Regions from separate parts of the Anas platyrhynchos genome. Here region 2 is linked to region 1. The links are chromatin contacts, called in public Hi-C maps. All regions are on one chromosome and are shown on one strand. The core of a region is the stretch at or near the end of the contact, and the rest is flanking DNA. Distances in the headings are between cores, read along the strand shown.

Evidence for each region. A called contact is a pair of places that touch in the nucleus more often than the background predicts.
Region 2: a Hi-C map of skeletal muscle shows a contact between it and region 1, with 4 times the contacts expected there. The contact joins two enhancer-like sites. A contact is called at or near these places in 5 of 8 Hi-C or Micro-C datasets (F1 follicle, liver, skeletal muscle and 2 more).

What each region holds. Positions count from the first base shown.
Region 1 is chr1:55,142,508-55,146,776 of IASCAAS_PekinDuck_T2T, forward strand. All of the region lies in intron 1 of RBFOX2 (RNA binding fox-1 homolog 2), which reads left to right. Among named protein-coding and RNA genes, the nearest start is that of RBFOX2, 37 kb to the left of the region's middle. Within about 2 kb of position 2,269, at least 3 of the 8 cell types and tissues checked have an H3K27ac peak or open chromatin away from gene starts, as enhancers often do.
Region 2 is chr1:55,272,781-55,277,049 of IASCAAS_PekinDuck_T2T, forward strand. No RefSeq gene overlaps it. Among named protein-coding and RNA genes, the nearest start is that of MB, 2.7 kb to the right of the region's middle. Within about 2 kb of position 1,976, at least 2 of the 8 cell types and tissues checked have an H3K27ac peak or open chromatin away from gene starts, as enhancers often do.

The DNA of each region.
Region 1 (4,269 bases), core at 1,019-3,518:
CTTTCTTTCTGTTTATTTTCCTTGTGCAGGGAGCTGGGAGAGGAAGCCCAGGGTGGTCTGGGTCTCCTTTGCCTGTCTCCCTCCTCTCCATCACATGGATGAAGCGTGAATTTGGGGATGTTGCCTCGACTTGGTTAGCAGCTTGGAAGTTCAGCATGGATTAGGGTATCCACAAAAACCTCTTGGTTTAGTTCAGTGTTACCATACCAAGCTGCTCTCGCCATGAAGTAGTGACCTTCAGGAAGAAAATGTCTTGGTTACTTCTCTGTTCTTATTTGTACCATGGTTGCACCAGCCAAAATCTCTCCAGTTATAAAGGCTGCGTGTCTCAAGAGTTTAAACCTTTAAGTAGTATTCCTGAAAAGCATTTGGGTTTTTAATTTGTTTCCCTTCTTGTAACTGACCAGGGAAATACACCCTCTAGTGAGTATGCTAACTTGCTGGGTAAATGAGTAAGATTGTGGCAGCAGAAGTGGTGTTATTAGGGAGCTGGAAGGGAGGGTTTATGTTTGTGGGTTTTTGGTTTGTTTGCCACCTTATTTACACTTCTGGTTTGAATGAAGTATATTTAATGCAAATCCTTAAACTGAGTGACAGAGAGAGGGAGAAAGGCCTTGAATAAAAGTTCAAAACTGTTCTCTTTGAGCAAAGGGCCAGGACAAAGATCAGGAAGTATCTGAGGTCCTCTGTGTAAAATGGGGAAGGTTTGGTATTCATGGTACTGTAGGGGAGTATTTCTTTGCCTGAAAGTAAGCGATGCAAGGCTTGGGATAGACCCAAGCTAATGAGGGGGGACTGCTCTAAACATCTTCCTTATGTCTAAGATTGGGTGAATTAGGGGGTAAGACTGCCAAATCTGCTGCTTCCTGGCTTCCACAACCTCCCTTCAGGCAAGCAGTAAAATATTTCCTCTCTGTACTACACAGGACTTATGGGATGTTCTGTTACTGGCTGCGATGTCCCATAAAAGATAACAAGCTTCATTTTAGAGAATGCAGTCTGAGCAAAAAGCTCTAAGATAATCAAGAGGTGGGAAGCGTCTGTGAAGCAGTTGCACACGGAGGGGTCTGGTGGTGTGTAGTGGGGTAACTGCGTGGGGTTACAGCTTAGCACCTAGGCAGTAAGCAGGGTGGGGACAGTTTAAGGTGTGTTACAGAAATACGGTTACCACTGCAGCAGGGGAGGACTTGCTGGGACATCTTTTACAGGATGGCATCCAACTCTAACTTGCAGTGTTCAGAGGGGAAAATGTTGATGATGGGAAGAATTTAGTGAAAAGCAACGTAAATTGAGATACTGGGGTAGGAAAAAAAGCAGAGTGGAAGCAAAGTTGAAGGAGAGGTTGGTTACAGACTGAAGTTCAAGCAGATCCAGTCACCGATGACTTGGAAGAGGAAGGATGAGCTCCAAGACCACTCCAGTAACCTTTCTCCTCCAAATTCAGAACCATCTCGGGAAAACACTTGTCTGGTGACTCCTCATTTTCTGAAGCCCCAGCTATATCCCTATAAGAAACTGCAGGAAAGATGCAGGAGTTGGGAGTAGAAAAAGCTATAGTGTGTACACCGCCAAGCACTGCGGGTGTTACAAAACTGCTTTCTAAAATTATATTCTGAACTGAGGCATGATGGCCACATTCCCTAGATCTCTCCTCTCCTTTCTGTGTAGCTGATCTCCTGCTATCAAGACCCATCCAAAGGGTTAAGTAGCACATGAAGCATACTGTTGTGCAGTTGGCAAGTCCTGTAAATGGATCTAAATGTGTTTATTTCCCTTTTCCCTCGTGTCTGCTGCTTTCCTAGCCTCTGAATACAAGGCAGGGAATCCTCTTCTTGGAGAACACTGAATATCTTTCACAAACTCCTTCAGCAAGCTCCATATCAACGCGTGCCTCACTGTTACTCAATAGCAAAACAAAAAAACAACGACAAAAAAAAGGAGAAAAGTTATATGAGACGATGAAATGAGGGAGAAGAGTGCATCTAATTGGAATACATGGGAAGACTTCCTGACAATAAGATCCCGGAGCCCTATAAGCAGTCTCTCAAGGGAAGTAACGATTACCTTGCTGATGAATAGTCCGGCCAAGTTCTGGGGCTGCAAGGCGTTGGCAGGAAATGGGCTGGATGATGTAATATAAATTCCTTTCATGTTTGAGTTGTCCGATTCAAGCGATTTCTCATCTCTTCTCGGGGTTAAAGAGAGGAGCTGTGAGTCATCCTTCTTGGGAGAGGACCAGGAGACCACTTTTTTGTTCTCTGATGTACTTTCTGACCGTTAAGTCTTACCCAATGCAATGCAAGAGCCTTGGAGACTCCAACCCCTTGAGGTATTTGGGCTAGAGGGGCAGCATTTTGGTCAGATTTCCCCTTCCGAATGGTTTTGGAAGTGCAAGAGACTATGGCTTGTGTATTAGAAGCAGTCAATAAAATGATCGGTTGGAGGAGTGCAGGGTAAAACCCAATGGTGTAGAGAAAACAGCTTGTTTGTGGGTATTAGATCACACTGAAGAGCATAAACGTGGCTATTCTGGGCCGGGCAGAAGGTCTCTGTGCTCCAGCGTCGTGTCTTTGACAGTGTCTAATGGCAGGTACTTAAAGCACAGGGAGCAGCGCCAAGATTCGGCGATACTTCCCCTGCTAGGTACTCTTTAAGCAGTCTGGTGGCTTTGGGATTTCCTGGCCATAGATTCTTTTTTTTTATTATTATTATTTTTAAGGTCACCTGTGATAGATTTTTCTTTATTGAACTCGTTTAAATGCTTGCTGAGGCTGTCTAAGTCTTTGGCATCCACAACATCCTGTGGTGACGAGTCCTGCACTTTAGGTATATTTTATGAGGGAGGGGGAAAAAAAAAAGTCCTTCTGTGCACAGCTAACTTAAAACTGAGCTGTTTTGGGAGCTGTCAGGGGTGGGACAGGAACAACCTGCGGGCTCAAGGCCTCAGTTCCTAGCGCATCCACAGCTGCACTGACACGTATGGGTTAGGATTTTCTTCCTAACTGGGGGGAAAAGAAATCACAACAGAGAGTAGAAAGAAAATGTGAGTAGTTCATGTGTATTTAACACCTTTTTCTTCCTGAAAGGCTGCACTGCTTTTGCAAAAGCGACTCCCGGGTTCCCCCAGGCAGGTGTACGTGCTGAGGAAGGACAGGCCGGGTTCCTGAAGCGTCCCAGTGCAGCATGGTGTGGCGGTGAGCGATGGGATTTGGGGCTCTGTGGAGGGCCCTGGAGGAGCAGGGAGGGTGCCCCGATACCTGGGCAGCCCGGCTGGGCCCAGGGCCTTGGGGTGCCCGGGTTGGGGCTGGCCCTGCGGCTCGGGCTGTGGGCTGCCAGAAGAGGGCACCCAGCGCTCAGCCAGCGCCTTTCTCCTGCCTCCGCTCGTTTTCCAGAGCGTGCCTTTGGGGTTATCTCTTGGTTTCCGACCCTTGCCGTGAAGCAGGAGCACCTCGTGCTTCAGGGAGAGCAGGGGAGGGCGATTCGGTGCCCCGTGTCCAGCTTGGTTTTGGCCTCTCCAGGTTCCCTGGAGGCTGTCTGTGTTCTGCAGAGCAGGAAATCTGACAGAACCACGGGATGGCTGAGGTGGGAAGCGACGTGGTGGCCCCCTGCTCCAAGGCCTGCCACAGCAGGGTCACCCGGAGCAGGCTGCCCAGGACCACGTCCAGGTGGCTTTTGGAGGTCACCAAGCAAGGAGAGAGTCCACAGCCTCTCAGGGCAAGCTGCTCAGTCTCAGAGCCTTCAGGGAAATGAAGGATGTACGTGTGTGAATAAATACATAAACACTATTTCTCCATCCTTTTTTCTGTCTTTTATTTTTTTAAAGGGAGAGCTCAAGGAATAAAACCAGTCAGTGTAGTTACAGGACCGAGGAAGATGTTGAAAAAGATCGGATGCTTACAGTCAAGATGCTTTACCAAAGGAAATTAAGGCAACAGCAGACAGAGATTGCTAATTTTTAAGGACCAATCATGTCAGATGAATTTAATTTTCTCCTTTGACATGGCAGCAGGCCTGGCAGATGGAGAAAGCTACTGGCTTCGGATCTAGTCCGGCCTGACCTTTACATAAACTAGGCAAATGAAAGGTGAAATGAAGAAGCGCCTGAGCACCTCATTGGAAAACTATGTCTGGAGTAATTATGTCATGCTTTGCTCTGTGTGTGTGGTATCTGGAGTCTTAACATGGTCTGTCCTGGCTGCTGTGCCCTCCCGTGCTTCTCATCGAACATCAGGGTAATTCAGTGAATGAATATATGTGTGTGTGCGCACT
Region 2 (4,269 bases), core at 726-3,225, 130 kb after region 1:
TCTCAAAATATCTGCAGGAAATGAAGATGAGGTGAAACTGCAGGAATGACAACAACAGGGAGAAGATGCAGAACAAATCCCATCCCAAATCCAGAGGGAAATGCCCTGCTCCTGCAGCCAGGCCACCAGTGCAGTGCTCAGGGTGTTCACTGCCACCCGGTGTTGATCTGCTTGAAGAAAACATTCATTTTTTTGCCCAGGATTTTCTGCAGAGGGATCGGTTCCCCCCTGTAAGAGTACTGGATCGCAGAAAGCACTGCTGGATTAGGGACTGCCTACATCGGTGCTCTTCCCAAGAAGGGACAAAGATCTTGTGGTCGCTCTCCTCATGTGGGAATGACAATGCAGAACGGGGCATCAATTCTGGAAGTGGCCAAGGGCAGCTGGAAGCAAGGGCTCGTTAAAAGGCAAGTGCAAGCATCAGCACAAAAACGTGCATCTGGGCTTCCCCGTGGCCTCTCATCTTGCAGAAGCCCCGTGCTCAGGGGATTAGAGGCAAGGGGAATGAAGACGTGGGTCTGATTTCTCCTACAACCTATGCTGTATCCTGGTTAGTTCCCCTACCTCAAGAGGCAGCTCTGGCGTTGGAAGTTTTCACCATTTCGCTCATTTGCAGGTGCCTGAGCCCTCGTGCAAGGTGAGGCACCCCCCAAGGTGCCCTCGCACATGTTCTCTGGCCCTTGCCTTTTCCAGCTGTCCCTCAGCAGGCTGCAGCTGCCAGTACGGTGCTGAGTGTCGGCAGATAAGAGCAAAGAATTCCCCTCTTGCTTTATTATGTCTGTACATAGTACATAGTACAGAAATCCCTGGGTGCCACGATGGTGTTATGAGTTTTAATCCACCTGATTCCTAGAGGTCTCCAGGCTCCTGCTGGTATAACCCATGCTCTTACCTAAAAAAAAAAACAAACAAACATTTCTTCCCTTTGCTCCTGGGATGGGCAATGCTTTACAAGCTGCTTGTTGCCTTCTAACCCTCCTCCTCCTTCCTTTAATGGCACCTGCGTTTTCCCACAGACATCCTCAGCCCTTTTGGGCTCTGGTATCCCAGCCCCAAAGGAGAGCCTTGCAGCTCCACAGGAGCAGAGGTCACTTCCCCTGTCAGCTCCTACTTCACAGCCCAAATATTCTGGTCCTGGACTGCCCTGCTGCTTTCTTGCTCACTCTTCCACCAGATCCAAGTGCCAGCCTGCAATGAGCACCCCGCTTAGCCCAGCTCAATGGTCCATCCAGGCACTGCCTAGCCGAGGGCCTGGGAGCTGTGGATCAGTTGTGTCATGGCTCTGTCCCATCCTGCGCTCCCTCCGAGGGCAGAAAATGACTGAGTCGTGTCTGACAGTCACCAGAGGTCAGATCCTGTGCGTACTGAAGTGAGGGTAAAGCTCCCTCTGGCTTGTACAGGGCCTGACCCCATACTGAGATGCTCCACGCACAGCACAGCTCTGCAGACCCGCAGCCCAGACCTTGCCCTGGTGCTGCCATCTCCTCCTAATCATTCCTCTTCCTTGCAAGCAGGCGCTGGGGTCACCTCCCAGCTGCTGAAATCCATCAGTGTGCGGGAGCCCTGCCTGGAGGCACTGCTAAGAATAGAGCTTAAGGGTGAGATGGAGAGAGGAGAGAGCCTGGAAAAGATTTGGCTGCTGCCAGCACAAGTCAGCCCCCACCAGGTCTCCTGCAAGAGGCAGAGGACATGCAATGCATGCAGCGCCTTTCTCTGACAGCCTTCTGAGCCTGAAAATAAAGCAAACAATGCTCTTGCCTTGCTGTGGCTATAGGATTTGCTATTCCCCTTCTCTCCCTGGCTAGTGCTGCCGGGAGTGCAGTGTGCCACCTGTCTGTCCGTCCGTCTGTCTGCACAGCCTGCGCCGCAGGCTCCGAAAGCAAAGCGCAGACGCACGGTCCTCGAAGAAGCCATGGATCAGCAGAATGCCATAGAAACCGAAGCTGGGCTGCAGGAGGCCTTTCCCCCAGCATTATGCAATACCCAATTATGTAATTTGGAGTTGCATAAGGCGCCCGGCTTCTTCGGCGTGCCGGCCTCCCCTATGGCTGCTCCCCTGGCAGAGCAGCACGTGCCAGGCTGGCACCAGGCAGCACGGGGGCACGACACAGCCGGGGCTGCAGCCGTCACCCCGAGCCGTCCCCTGCTCCCAGGTGGGGGTTTTTATTTTTAATTGCAGCATGGGGAAAAAGGTTCATTGAAAAGGAAAAAAAAAAAAAAGGGGGGGGGGGGTTGGTTGTTGCAAAAACCCTTGTTCACCTCTCTGAGTTGCTTTGCTGTGCAAACACAGATGGTTTGGGGTGTTAAAATTGAATGGTTTTGGAGCATCCTTCGCTCCCTCCTGCTGGAAAGTGCATTTCATAAGCGTATTTAAAATGAAAATAACCATCACTGTGATTCCTACCAGTGCCTGTCTCTCAGGCACGCATTTCCCTCTTTGCAGCAGCCCTGGCTGCAGAGAAGACAGAGCTGGAAATTATTGCAGCATTGCTACATTAACCTGCCAAGGCAGCGTGGGGCACTGCTGGGCTCTCTGGCACTCGTTTTACAGCCCATGGATGGCTTTCTCTCTCTCTGCAACAGCGATACTCTAAGAAAAACTGAATTTGGCCAAAAAAAAAAAAAAAAGGGAACTGGTGCATCCCTGCTGCCGGCATGCAATTCCCACCGGGGCACTCCAGCCCTGCCTGTGCCCCGTGTTAGGAACTGGCACCGGCTGCTGCTCCTAGTGCCGTGCCCTGCAGCCAGACCTCGTTCTTCCCCTGGCTATCCCAGGGGCTGAACCTCTCTGATTGCTTACAAGTGGGGAAACAAGCAGCTTTCCCCTTTGCAGGGATGCTGCAAGGTCTAAATGCACTGATACCTATGGCAAGGTTTGCTGTCCGTCAAGGAAGGAGCTGTTTTGCCAGAAGAGACTCTTCCCCTGCCCTTCAGGGAGGGGGGATCCTTTCCTAAGCACCTTTTGGATAGACACCAGCCCCTGCAGCCCCTAGGAAAGGCCACAGCCCCCCTCCAGCCTGCGGATCCTGCATGGGGACAGGGATGTGGCCTCCCCTCTGCATGGCTCTGTCGCCCGTGGCCACTAGATGGTAGCAAGCCCTGGCCGACAGCTCCAGGCTGCTGCAGCTCGACCAGGGCTTCCCCAGCAGCAGCACCGGGGGGTTTTGGGGTCTGGGCCTGATCATCTCCATCATCCCCTTTGGGGACCTCACAGCACGGCCAGAGCCTTGCGAGACCCTTGGTGATGGTGGCACGTCGGCTGCTGGTGCTTCGCTTCACTGTGCCCCAAAATATTAATGATTTAATGCTCGTTTAACAAGAGCGCTTTATGGACGACCACAGGCATGCAGGTGTGGTGTGGCCATATGAAAAGGCCACCTGATCGCCCACGTGAAGGTGACGACCGACAGGTCAGCCCTCGGCCCTCGGCACTTGGTGTTTGCCCAGATGGTGGTGCCAGCCATAGGCCTTGCCCACGGGGATGACCAGAGGGCCGAGGCACGCGTCCGCATGGCCGTGGTGTGCTGTAGGGCTTGCAGTCATTCTGCAGGCCAAATTTATTTATGCTCCATGGGGAAGAGCTTACGATTTCATTTCATTGCCGTTTCACTTGTAGAAAAAACACTATGGCTGCCCTTTTGAAGGCCTTTGTCCATTTAATGTCTGTACAGAGACTGTTGGCTTCACGGCCATGGGGCAACCAAACTCGAATGAGGTTATTGTGGTGACCAAGCAGTTTCAGCATGAGGAATGCAACGGAGCTTGATGCATAAGCAGCCGTCTCTCGTGTACCAGGAGCACACATTTCTCTCGTGTCTGAAGTGCATGTAAGCCTGTAAGGTCAGCATTCAGGATCCTACCCAAGGCTGAGCGTGGGGCGGCGCAAATGCTTGTCTGGTGTGATAAGGACTCGAGGAGCGAGGCTGCGGGGATGTGATCTCTGCTGGAGGGCTCCCAAGCGCTCCTCCATCACTTTAGCCTAGTTTGGGCAACTGATAGTGCCCCGGTGATTGCATGGGGAAATCAGGATGAAATCTTGGCCTGGAAGCGTTTAGGAGGCGGGTTTTGGGGTGTGAGGCAAAGTGGTGCATAGAGGAGAGAAGCAGAGGACCGCAGGTTGGCTTGGCTGACAGGCACTTGCTAAGCACAGCGGGAGAAATTCTCCTGCCTTTAGGCTTGGTGACCAGCCGACACCTCCACCTGCCTCTGGCCACCCTTCCTACCCTTCGGAAAGGCTGCAGGGTGCTGGCTGGGCTTCGTTATCGGGCC